Regions from separate parts of the Mus musculus genome. Here region 2 is linked to region 1. The links are chromatin contacts, called in public HiChIP or PLAC-seq maps. All regions are on one chromosome and are shown on one strand. Each heading gives the region's core, a stretch centred on a gene start, on an enhancer-like site or on the middle of the called end of the contact. The rest is flanking DNA. Distances are from core to core; before and after follow the strand shown. Region 1 holds the start of Slc13a2 (solute carrier family 13 (sodium-dependent dicarboxylate transporter), member 2). Region 2 holds the start of Slc46a1 (solute carrier family 46, member 1).

Evidence for each region. HiChIP or PLAC-seq counts read pairs in DNA pulled down with a chosen protein or histone mark.
Region 2: a contact with region 1 is called in an HNF4G HiChIP or PLAC-seq map of pancreatic cancer cells. The contact joins the promoter of Slc46a1 here to the promoter of Slc13a2 in region 1. A contact is called at or near these places in 1 of 39 promoter capture datasets (macrophages), 3 of 484 Hi-C or Micro-C datasets (the G1E-ER4 cell line, brown adipocytes and muscle stem cells), 3 of 115 datasets of contacts at active chromatin or transcription factors (embryonic stem cells and pancreatic cancer cells) and 2 of 9 other capture datasets (adipose tissue and pancreatic islet).

The regions. Positions count from the first base shown.
Region 1 is chr11:78,420,690-78,426,232 of GRCm38.p6, reverse strand. It overlaps Slc13a2 (solute carrier family 13 (sodium-dependent dicarboxylate transporter), member 2), which reads left to right and starts at 3,999. Exons shown (of 12, transcript NM_022411.4): 1 at 3,999-4,167. The coding sequence starts at 4,066.
Region 2 is chr11:78,463,610-78,469,335 of GRCm38.p6, reverse strand. Slc46a1 (solute carrier family 46, member 1) reads right to left here and starts at 3,635. Exons shown (of 5, transcript NM_026740.2): 1 at 3,331-3,635; 2 at 2,133-2,985; 3 at 628-711. The coding sequence starts at 3,558.

The DNA.
Region 1 (5,543 bases), core at 2,750-5,249:
AAGATTTGATGACTTTATCTGCCCTTCTCTCCTCCGGGATGGACAGTTTCACAGCTTACAAATCATTCCAGGTACTGGTATATCTAGCCTTCCCTACCATTGTTGGGACTGCACTGGGGCCTCTGAAAGCCTCCCCGCCAATCTATCCAGGCATGAACTTGCCAAGAGCCACCTTTGCCCACCCCTACAAGCCCAGATCTACTTCCAGTGTACCAGCCATTTGCTTCTGAGGACAAGCTGCGTCTTGCAGTCTGTGTATGTCTCCTAACCCCCTAGACTCTCAGCTGTCTCTGATGGCCCTCTCCAGGAAGCTCTATAGACAAAGCACAAGGCAGGAATGTCCTGGGTCTGACATTCCTCTGAGATAGGACCCAAGGCTGTATATCTCAGGTAAGGCCTCAGCAAAGACTGTAGGAAGGCTGCTTTCCTGCTTGCACTGTTTGCAGTCCATCAGGAGTCATGCACTATTTACTGAAGGAGGCCATGGGGTAGGGCTGGGAAAAATGAACAAGGCCTTGCAGAGTAGGACACTGGCTTGGTTGCTGGGCAGGGAGTAAGTTCTTGCAATGTGTGTGGCAGCTAGAAGCTTCCCGTTAGCCTTGGGACTCTGATTTTGAAATAAATTAATAATGGGGTTGGGTTGCCTGTATGCTGCTGATCCAATCATTTGTCCAGCACTGAATTTCAGCATCAGGGATGGGACTAGAGAGACGGCTCAGTAGTTAAGAGCACCGGCGGCTCTTGCAGAGGGCCTGGATTCAGTTCACAACCATCCATAACTCCAGTTCCAGGGAACCTGATGCTCTTGTCTGACCTCCACAAGCACCGTGAACTTAGTACACAGAAATACACCCTGCAAAACCCTCATACTCGTGAAATAAATAAGTCTAAAATAAATTTGTTTTTAAAAGAACAGCAGCCGGGCAATGGTGGTGCACGCCTTTAATCCCAGCACTTGGGAGGCAGAGGCAGGCAGATTTCTGAGTTCAAAGCCAGCTTGGTCTACAGAGTGGGACCAGGCTATACAGAGAAACCCTGTCTTGAAAAACCAAAAAAAGAAAAAAAGAAAAAAAAGAACAGCAGCAGCAAAGCTGGGGAGATGGCAAGATGGCTTCGCTGATAAACTGCTTGCCACAAAACCATGAAGACTTGAGTTCAACCCTGGCACCCATGTAAATTATCATCATCATCATCGTCATCGTCGTCACCATCATCTGAATTCAACAGGAGGCCTCTATAACCCCAGTCCCAGCATTGCAGGTAGAGATAGGAGGACCTCGGGGACCCACTGGCCAGCTAGACTAGCTGAATAGTGAGCTCTAGACTGTCTCTAAAACCAAGATGGACAGCTGCTAAGGAATGACATCTTATGTTGATCTCTGTTCACATGTGTGTGAGCACTCACATCTACCTTTACATGTATATATGCACATGTACACACATGCACGTATAAACACACACACACACTCGCACACACACACACATACACACCAAAAGAAAATGAGGTGGAGTAGGAGGAGGAGGAGAAGGCAGAGGATCAACCAAGGCCAGCAAAGTCCATGGCACAGAAGAGGATTATTGGCAGCAGCCAGAAAACAGTAGCCAGCTATTTTGGAAATGCTGAGTTTTGTCCCAGCTTTACCAAAGTAGTCCAGAGCAATGGAGGGTGAGCCAAGGGCAGTACTGGAAATGAGCCCAGCTTCACAGATTCACGTGCTATGACAAGCCATGCCTGTGCTCTATGCTTTAGGAGTGTGGAGGAGAATCGGGATGTGGTTTATAAGCAGTAAATGTTGCTCTTGGGGGAAGAGAATCCAGCCTGGTGGCAGCAGTGGCTCCTCCAGAGCCCTGGGCCATGGGAGAGGCTTTCTTCTAGAGAAACTAGAATTGGGTATTGTCCTGTGTGTCTGAAACTCTTTGTCTTCCATCTTCCTGCCTCTTGCTCACTTCAGTAGCTCTGTGGGAGTAAAGGCTGGGAGCTGCCTGCTGTTTGTTTAACTTCCCATCCTGTCTGGCTCTGCCACCTAGACCCATGCACACGGCTGCAACCATTCTGCAAAGCGTTGAGGGTCTCTCACTCAGACCCCTCACTGGAGCCAGGAGTGCGTGGGTGTCCTAACAGCCTGACAAGGTGAGTGACAGCTGTCAGTCCTATCCTGGGAGGGGCAGCTTCCAACCAAGGAGCCTTTCTGTTTGTTTGTTTGTTTGTTTGTTTGTTTTGTTTTGTTTTGTTTTTCGAGACAGGGTTTCTCTGGATAGCCCTGGCTGTCCTGGAACTCACTCTGTAGACCAGGCTGGCCTCGAACTCAGAAATCCGCCTGCCTCTGCCTCCCAAGTGCTGGGATTAAAGGCGTGCACCACCACGCCCGGCTCCAAGGAGCCTTTCTGTCCTCAGCCCTATACATCTTTGTCAGACTGTGTTCCCACCTGAAAGGTCTCTCTGGCACCCTTCCTTCTTACCCTGGCACCCACAGATCACACTGTGATAATATCAGAGACACCCATCAAACACCTGCTGCATTCAGTATAGGGCCAGGAGGGGCAAGAGCACCTGAGAGACTGTTTCCAAGTAGGTACTCCAAGCTGGGTGTGGTGGCGCACGCCTTTAATCCCAGCACAGCAGAGGCAGGCAGATTTCTAAGTTTGAGGCCAGCCTGGTCTACAGAGTGAGTTCCAGGACAGCCAGGACTATACAGAGAAACCCTGTCTCAGAAAAAAAAAAAAAAAAAAAGAAAAGAAAAGAAAAGAAAAGAAAAGAAAAGAAGAGAAAAAGCCAAAAACAAAAAACAAACCAAGTAGGTATTCCACACCACACTCTGCACCCCGGTCCCCAGCAGCACATACATCAGCCTGCCCGACACCCTCTCGGTCCCACTCTGCCCTCCTCCTGCCTATGACTCCAATCTAGAGCCGGGACACACACAGGCTCTCCTCCAGGCATCTTTTTTGGGGTGTCTCCAGTGCTCTCTCCCCAAGCTTCCACCCTGGGTTGGCATCCACATCAGGGCACTCACAGAACATGTTTGAAGTCTACCCAGCTCTGTGTTCAGGTCTCAGTTTCCCCACTTGTAAAGTGGAACTGTAACACCTAGTGTTTTGTGCGGTCAATGAAACAGTACACAGTCCAGCTTGGACTAAATGCTGGGAACATCACACCCCACCTATGTATGGCCTTTTAATTTCTGTATCCTTAGCACCAAATGCTGCCCATGATTGGTGCCAAAGGTTTGTTGGGTGGATGACAGGTATGAGGAATGGCTGAGTATGTAAATAGCGTATGAAGCAATATTTGCTGTTTTTCCATGGCAGTCAAGAGGTGGGGACCAGGAAGATTCTGAAAAAAAAATAATAATCTTTATTGTCTACCTACCACACATCGATGCTCAACATATACAGGAAAGGATTACTGCAGAATGAGGAAGCGGCCAGTGGCCAGGTCAAGTCAGTGGGTCAGTCTTGTGCTAAGGGTATGAAGAACTTGTGACTTTGACAGATTCCCTGATACCTAGCAGGAGGGGGCAAGTTTGTGGTTGGCTGGCCAGTTGCCCCCAGGCCTCCCAGTAGGGATCTTGGGCTTTAAAATTCCCAAGGATGGGATGCCTGGGTAGTCAGGATAGGGGTAACGCCCAGCTCCAAGGGTCATGTGTCAACTGCTCAGCTGAGAACTTGGCTTTGGGGAAATCAAAGGCGAGAGGTGGGCTGGCCTGGAAAGAGAGCTTAGCTCCTGCTCTGCACAGCCCCGACTCCAAGTCCGGTTCCCCCGGCAGTCTCTGTGTCCAGAAGGAGTGAAATCTGGGCTGCTTTCCTCCAGTAACCCGAAGCTTTTATTTCTTGTCTTTACCCTCCCTGGCTCCCGCTAAGTCTTCCTGGTTGTTACTCCTCCCGCAGGTCCCTCCTCCTTACTCCCACCTCCTGATTCCAAAAACACTCTGATTGCCAGGGTGGGTCAATGGTTAACACTCCTCTGGCTTTATATAAGCTGCCCCAGGCCACCTGCTGTGCGCTACACCTTCAGTCTTTTTCGTAGCTCCTGGAAGCAGCTGCCGGGACAGGCTGGTCCTCACCATGGCCACCTGCTGGCAGGCACTATGGGCCTATCGCTCCTACCTGATTGTGCTATGTCTGCCCATTTTCCTGTTGCCTCTGCCACTCATTGTCCAAACTAAGGTAAGGACTGGTGGGTCTCATTCAGTATAAGTGACTCAAGGGGTGACGTCAGGGTCAAAGTGGGGCATCCTTAGGTTTTCCTTTTCACCTCCCTTCCCCAGAAAGTGAAGCCACCACCTCCTGGTCTTTCTGAGAGCCAAGGGTGGTTTCCGCAGGGCACTTTGGAGCCTGCTGGTTTGTGGTCAGAAAGCCAATTGCATAAAGGAAATGCAGCCGACAGATGAGTTTATCTGACTATTGTGTGCCCATTAGCGCTGAGCTCAGTGCCAGCCAGGGACAGGAAGAGCCAAGTGGGTAACTAGCTTTTGAGAGGATAAGTAGGAGAGAGCTGGCCTCAGGCAGCTGTGCCCTCGAAGATAAAACTAAGATAAATGACTCACCTGCAGTCTCACGGGTGGCCACTGAGGGGGACCCCTTTCAGTGTGCACAGCCAGAGCACAAGGTGCCTGCCTCCTTCCCATCTCAAGAGGTTATTCACTTGAAACCCCACCCCCCACCCGCGCCTGTGACGGGCATCGAGGGATTCTGTGCTTCATCTTATGAGCCAGGTCCCACTGTCCCATTTTGCAGATGGGGAAAAGGAAGGTAAGTCAGTTATTCAAAGTCCCAGGACAGAACTTGGTGCCTTGGAGCTTGGTTTCTATGTCCTTTGTGGTTTCTCTGTAAGAAAATTAACATTAAATCCGGGTGTGGTGGCACACGCCTTTAAAATACCAGCACTCAGAAGCAGAGACAGGCAGATCTTTGAGTTCAAGGACAGCCCTGGCTACGTAGAGAGACCGTGTCTGGAGGAGGAGGGGCATTATATGACAAATTTAAAATTAGCTTGGAGGTCTGGAGATACAACCCAATCAATGGTAAGGTTTTTGTCTGTCTTGTGCAAGATCTGGGGTTTAATAATCCCTAGCACCATCAAAACTAACAAAAACACAGACAAAAAAAAAATCCCTAAATTTTAGCTAGGTTAGTGGTGGTGCACAACTTCAAACCCAAAATTTAGGAGGCAGAGGCAGGTGGATCCCTGTGAATTCTAGGTCATCCTGGTCTACAGAGTGAATTCCAGGACAGCTAGGGCTACATAGAGAAACCTTGTCTCGGGGGATGGGGGTGGGGGTGGGGGGAATCCCTAGATTTGAATGAAAGTATCCTAGAGCTTTGGGAAAGGAAGCTCCAAGAGGGATTCAGACCTCAGCCTCAAAGTCTAGCTGCCTCTGCAAAGGACATGGATGGGTGGGGGCAGAACTAGCGGTGTGGCTGTCTCCAAAACTGACACTGAATCTTGGCCATGGACCATCCCACGCCCCTGGTTCTGCCCAATGAGCCACTACTTGTTGCTACAGATAGGGGAAATCAATCCAGGAAGGCCTTGGGTTTGC
Region 2 (5,726 bases), core at 2,386-4,885, 43 kb before region 1:
TGGGAGGTGGGCAGAGGGGTGTGGTGTGGGGGTTGGGGCACTATAGAGCTGGGCCAGTGGTTGCCAGGCTACCAGGAGGTCCACAGTTATGATGCCCTGAACTCACAGAAAAGCTTAGAAGGTGGGGACAGGAGACCCACTAAGCATCACTACCCAATGACTCTGTGCTCCTCAAGACCCTGAAGTCACTCTCCACACCTACATATATGTGAACACATGTGCACACTTGTGCATGCATCCATCCAGGGCCATTATTTACTGAGCAACCTTGAAGAACTCAGTTTAACCCTCTAAGCTTCTGTTTCTTCACCTGTCAACTGGGGACCACAAAACCTAAGGCACATTGTTTCGTTCCCTCTGGGCCTATGTTCTGTGTGTGACCCCAGAGAAGTAGGAAACTCTGGTGTCATCGCACCCATTTTCCAGATGGGAAAGAAGAGGTCTAGAGACAAAAATCCACAGCATCTGTCTCCAGCCAGCTCTGAGCAACAGAAGTGCATCTGCTTTCGTTACTTACTCCTCCAGGTGAGGACAGAAGGCAGGCCATCCTTGACCACAACTGTCCATGTGCCTGTTCAGGTGACACTGGGCACGAGGGACCAGATACAAACTGATCCTGACACTCACCCTGCTCCGACTCGCTCACCAGCTTGGAAAGCTTGGCCCGGATGACAGGCGTCGTGACCAATGACAGGAAGAGCAATCCGTACCCTGCAGAAACATGGGCCACGAAACAGCCATCAAGGAGGGGTGTCCTGACATCAGCAGAGCGCCTACATACAACCCAGGAGGGACAGATGTTGGACCCAGGAGGAAAAGGCAGAAGCTTTCTGCCCAATCTTTTGAATGAGAGCTACACCCCACTTTGCTTTGTCTAAGCCCCACCAACGGCGTTGTCACCTCTAGTGCCTACTTGGCTCTAGAAGGGAGATGGCAGGTCCCAGAAAATGAACCTGCGCTTTGGAGTTGGGTTACCACTGCTTGCTGTGTGTGTGAAACCTTGTCTGAGGTCACACTCTGTCTCCTAGTTTGTAAGTGGAAGACCACAGGCCTGTACTGGAGGGTGATTCTACAGAGTGAGAGGTAGAATACACAGCCTGAAAGACAGGCCCTAAGCCTATGAACTGTCTTCCATGGGAAATGAGTCTTTACAGGTTTAACCAGGAAGGACCTTGATGTAAGCTCTCCGTTTTAACAGGCTGATAAAGACGTGACCAGGAACAGAGGAAGTCTGCCACAGCAGAGGCTCAAGGAGATGAGAAACAGCTTCCCTCCTTGTGCTCCTGCCCTGTGACATTCTGACTTCAGTGACACTGATACTGACCTCTAACACCGAGAGAATAACTCTCTTGTTTAAGCTACCCAGCCTGTGGCAATTTGCTTCAGCCACTTTGGGGAAGGACCAAATGGGCCAAGGAGGGATGCATGTTGAGGGTACAGCATTTGAGTTCCTTTGCCCTGGTGTCTAGCTACCTATAGGCTCGCAATGTTTGTGATTCTGCTGAGACTCTGTGATGCAGCATCTTTCATCTTAGCACTTCTGAGGTTCTGTGGCCTTGGCAAATGGTCCCCGGTCCCTTTGGTGTCACTACCGAGTTAGCTGAGTTAACGCAGTTGCTATCATCAAACAGCTGACTCTGCACACAGTGCAGTTCCGGACTCTAGCAGAATACACATATCTTTTTTAGGGAGTTAACTTTTTCATTCTCTTGCCAGCTTCCTCTCTTCTCAGGAGAGTCAGAAGCGGGGCAGCAACAAGGGGAAGGGGTAGGGAAGGAAGAGGGAGGGAAGCCGGGGCAGCAGGAATTTTAGCTTTTTTAACAAGCCCAAAAGAAGGCAGAACATTCTCATTAACTCGTGGTTCTTATCCGAGAGCCAAAGATCAAGACATTAATGGCATGGACTTTGGGAGGCCAAGGGGTGAAGCAATTAGCTTATGAGCTATAATGTACATTAATTACTTTGGCCACTAAAGCTCTGTATTTTCTGTATATCAGAGATGGTATTTTTCTGTGGTTTCTCGGGTGTCTATCCTCTTAGAACACAGGCAGAGAATATAACTCTGGATCCAAAGCCACAGGCTTGAACCACATTTGGGGGGCAATGAGTGAACGGCCCCATTTTCACTTTACCTGTGAACATGAGGGGTGTAATGGTAGCAAACGCAAAGACCACCATTCCCAGGATGTTGAAAGCCAGGCCAATCTCAGCCACCCAGGTGTCAGCCAGGCAGAATTGCAGAAGCCTTAGGCCCAGCAGGCTGGTGAGGTAGGGTAGGTGCTGGGCTGCTGAGCCATAGCCAATCAGCTTGGAGTCCCAGCAGAGGGGTGCGCTCAGCTCATAGAGTGTCAGGATATCTTGAGCCCCAAAATGCACAGTAACCACCACGAATATGGCCAAAGAGTACAGGGCTAGATGCATCCTGGACTTTTCTGGGGCTGGAACCACATATAGCCGGGCAATGGATCGATGATGGCGGAGCGTGAAAAGCCTGGTGGACTTTGGCTCCTTCACCGTCTCACCAAAACAAAATGCTGCGTATAGAGCCATGACAATCAGCAGGGCCAAAGCCAGCCAGAAGGGGTTGGCATAACCCTGGGCCCGGAGCCAGTGACCCCCGAGAAGGCTTGCCAGGGTCCCGGCCACACCAATGCATGCTTCCAGCAGAGCCATCCGGAAGGTGCGACTGTGGTTAGAGCTAACATCTGCCACAGAGGCAAAGCTAGCAGCAAGGAGGCCGTTGAAGTCTCCCAGAAGGGCACAAAGAGCTCGGCCAAGCACGAAGAACCCGACGTGCAGTTCTAGCTGCACCACAAAGATGGACACCACGGCCTGGAGCAGCAGACCAAGAGAGGCCAGCACCAGCAATGGGCGGCGACCCACGCGGTCACTCCAGGCTCCCAGCAGGGTGGACCAGAAGAGTCCCACCAGGAAGCCTCCCACGTTCATGTAGAGGGTCCAGTGAGATGTCAGGGTCTCCACTTCCTGTAAAGACACAATCACTAGTGCGCAGGACCTCACTTTGGTTAGCTACCATCACCATCCTGGGAGCTATAGCCTTGCTTTAGAGCCCTAAGCCTCTTGGAATGTTCCTTCAACTTGTAAAAACAGGCCCTGGAGAAGCATTCCCTCCGTCGCTACACTAGATAACTTTCCAAGCCAGGCTTTCTCTAGGTACACCTCCAGCACAAGGCAGCCAGCCAGGGCAGGCCCCCTTTGGTCTGACCCGCCCACCACGCCACGTGTGTCCCGTCCCCTCGGGGACCCCGTCTTCCACAGGCCCCGCCCCGTGCCGCGCTCCGTATTCACAGCTGCTCTGGTCCCTGCTACCTTCATGAGGGGATCCGCGCTTTGGTTCCCACAGTTCTCCCGGTGGCGGGTGCCATTGTAGCCGAGCTCCGTGCTGAACCGGTGCCAAAGGTACTGTGTGGTGAGCGGTCCCTGCAGAACCAGGGCAAAGTTGGCCAGGAAGACTAGGGGCTCCACGGGGCCGCGGAAAAGCACGGGAGCGTTGAGGAAACTGTGGGGCGAGCCCACGGAGCTCACGCGCCCCTCCATGCGCAAACACGGAGGGGCTAGCACCTCGGAACCAGCTGCGGGAGGCCTGGACCAGTCTGTGCTGTCTGCGCCTGCGCCGGCTTCGGGTGCTTCTGTTAAAAGTCTAGAGGGGCGGAGCGTGAGACAGTCTCAAAAGCTTTGGTCCGCTGAACTCTGGGCTGGGTGTCGTCCAAACAATCCCTGTGGTGTGTCCTCACTTCAGGCAACGCAAAGATACTACCGTGCTGCAGCCCTCCTTCCTGGGCGTCGGAACACTCAAAAGAATAATCACTATATCAATAACTAACATTTATTGACAACGTAACTTTGTTCTGGGGCCAGGAATTCTGAATATATTATCTCGTGGCAACCTTATAGATTAGTCACTTAATGATCCGAATCCAGAGATGTGGAAGTAAGGTCGAAAGGCACGCAGGATTAGCGCACAAGACTGGATATGCCAGCTGCGTGGCATCTGCCTCTCGGCACATGTGCATCTGTGTAAGAACAGCCAGAGCCTGGTGGGCCACACTGGAGTACTTGTGCTCTGCCACTGATCCGTTGACCTTGCCTTCACTTGGAAGAAAATCTTAGTGAAGGCAGGACCTAGTGGCATGTGCTTTTAATCCCAGCACACCAGAGGTGAGGCCAGTTTGGTCTAAGCAATACTAGGCTAACCAAGGCTTGATGTTCTGTCCAAAACAAACAAACAAACAAACAAACCAAGAAAGAAAGAATGCCGAGCATGGTGATGCATGCCTTTAATCCCAGCAATTGGAAGGCAGAAGCAGGCAGATTTCTGAGTTCGAGGCCAGCCTGGTTTACAAAGTGAGTTCCAGGACAGTCAGGGCTACACAGAGAAACCCTGTCTCGAAGAAACCAAAAGAAAAAAGAAAAGAGAGAGAGAGAGAGAGAGAGAGAGAGAGAGAGAGGAAGTATTGGAAAATGACAATGAGATTTGGTACACTGAAAGTATTATTTTATATACATACTTTCAGACCAGGCTAACCTCAGACTCATAGAGATTCCCCTGCCTCAGGCTTCTGGATGCTGTTGCTATTAGACCTAATCGCTGTTGGCTATCATTAATGACTAATAGGTTGTCCCTTGCCCCTGTTCCTGTCCTAGGAGCCTTTCCTGGAGCTAGTGTCACATCAAGGACTGGGATCTGATTCTGCAGTTCTCTTAGAGGGTGGAGTAGAGACAAGAGGAGCCTGAGACTGGAGGCCCCTGGGTGTGGGCCTGTGCTCTTCAGTGCCCCTGTTGTAGGAACTGAGCTGGAGAACAGACATCTGCACTGTTGCTGAGCAGCTCAGACTTCCTGTCTGTCTGTCTGTCTGTCTGTCTGTCTGGGCTTCTGTTTTATTGCCTGTGAAAAAGGAGTGCCCTTACTTGGTGCCGTGGAGATCTGAACACAACACTGAAGCAAACAGATGAAGCCCCCCACCAGGCACCACAGCTTCTAGATTGGTGGGGAGAGAGAAAGAGCAGGATGTAAATAGTGTAGAATCCGACCATGGCAGAGGGTTTGAGGGTAGGAATAGAGGCGTCTCATGCTCATGTGGGGACCAGGAGCAGAGCCAGCAAAGTTCCCAAGAACTAACAGGACCCAGTGTGTGACCCACAGGTCCGATTCTTGGGGTGGGGAGTAGTAGTTCCATTTCTGCCTGCACTTGAGAAGACACAGTGACGCTCCTCTTCCTTGAGCCTGCAAGAGTCTAAGGCTCAGAATAGGTGGATGCCAAATAGGCACTGGAGCCTACCCTTCTCATGGGCTTCTAGAGATAGATGATTCTGTGTTACACATTCAGACCTCTTTACATCCGCATCCCACCACTCCCCTCTAACCCCGCCCATACAGAGCTTTTACAAGTGGGATCAGCTCAGGGAGGGAGACAGCTAAAACCTTGTAAATACTTCCTAGAGAGGAGCTGAGGTCAGGAGAGGCCAAGGTCTGTCAGCTGAGAGCTAGTCAGGGTGTGACTCAGTCTGTGTGTCTGATAACTAGGGGCCTCTTCTGACTCCTTGATAACTTCACTTTTCCTGGAGGATGTGAACCAATGTTTATGCTTGCTAACGATAGACCAAAATAACGATTCCGGCTTGGTAGACACGCAAGTTTATTGGAGCATGGAGACAATCACCAGAAAGGGTCACCCCAGCGTGGACGATGACCATCCTATAGCTGC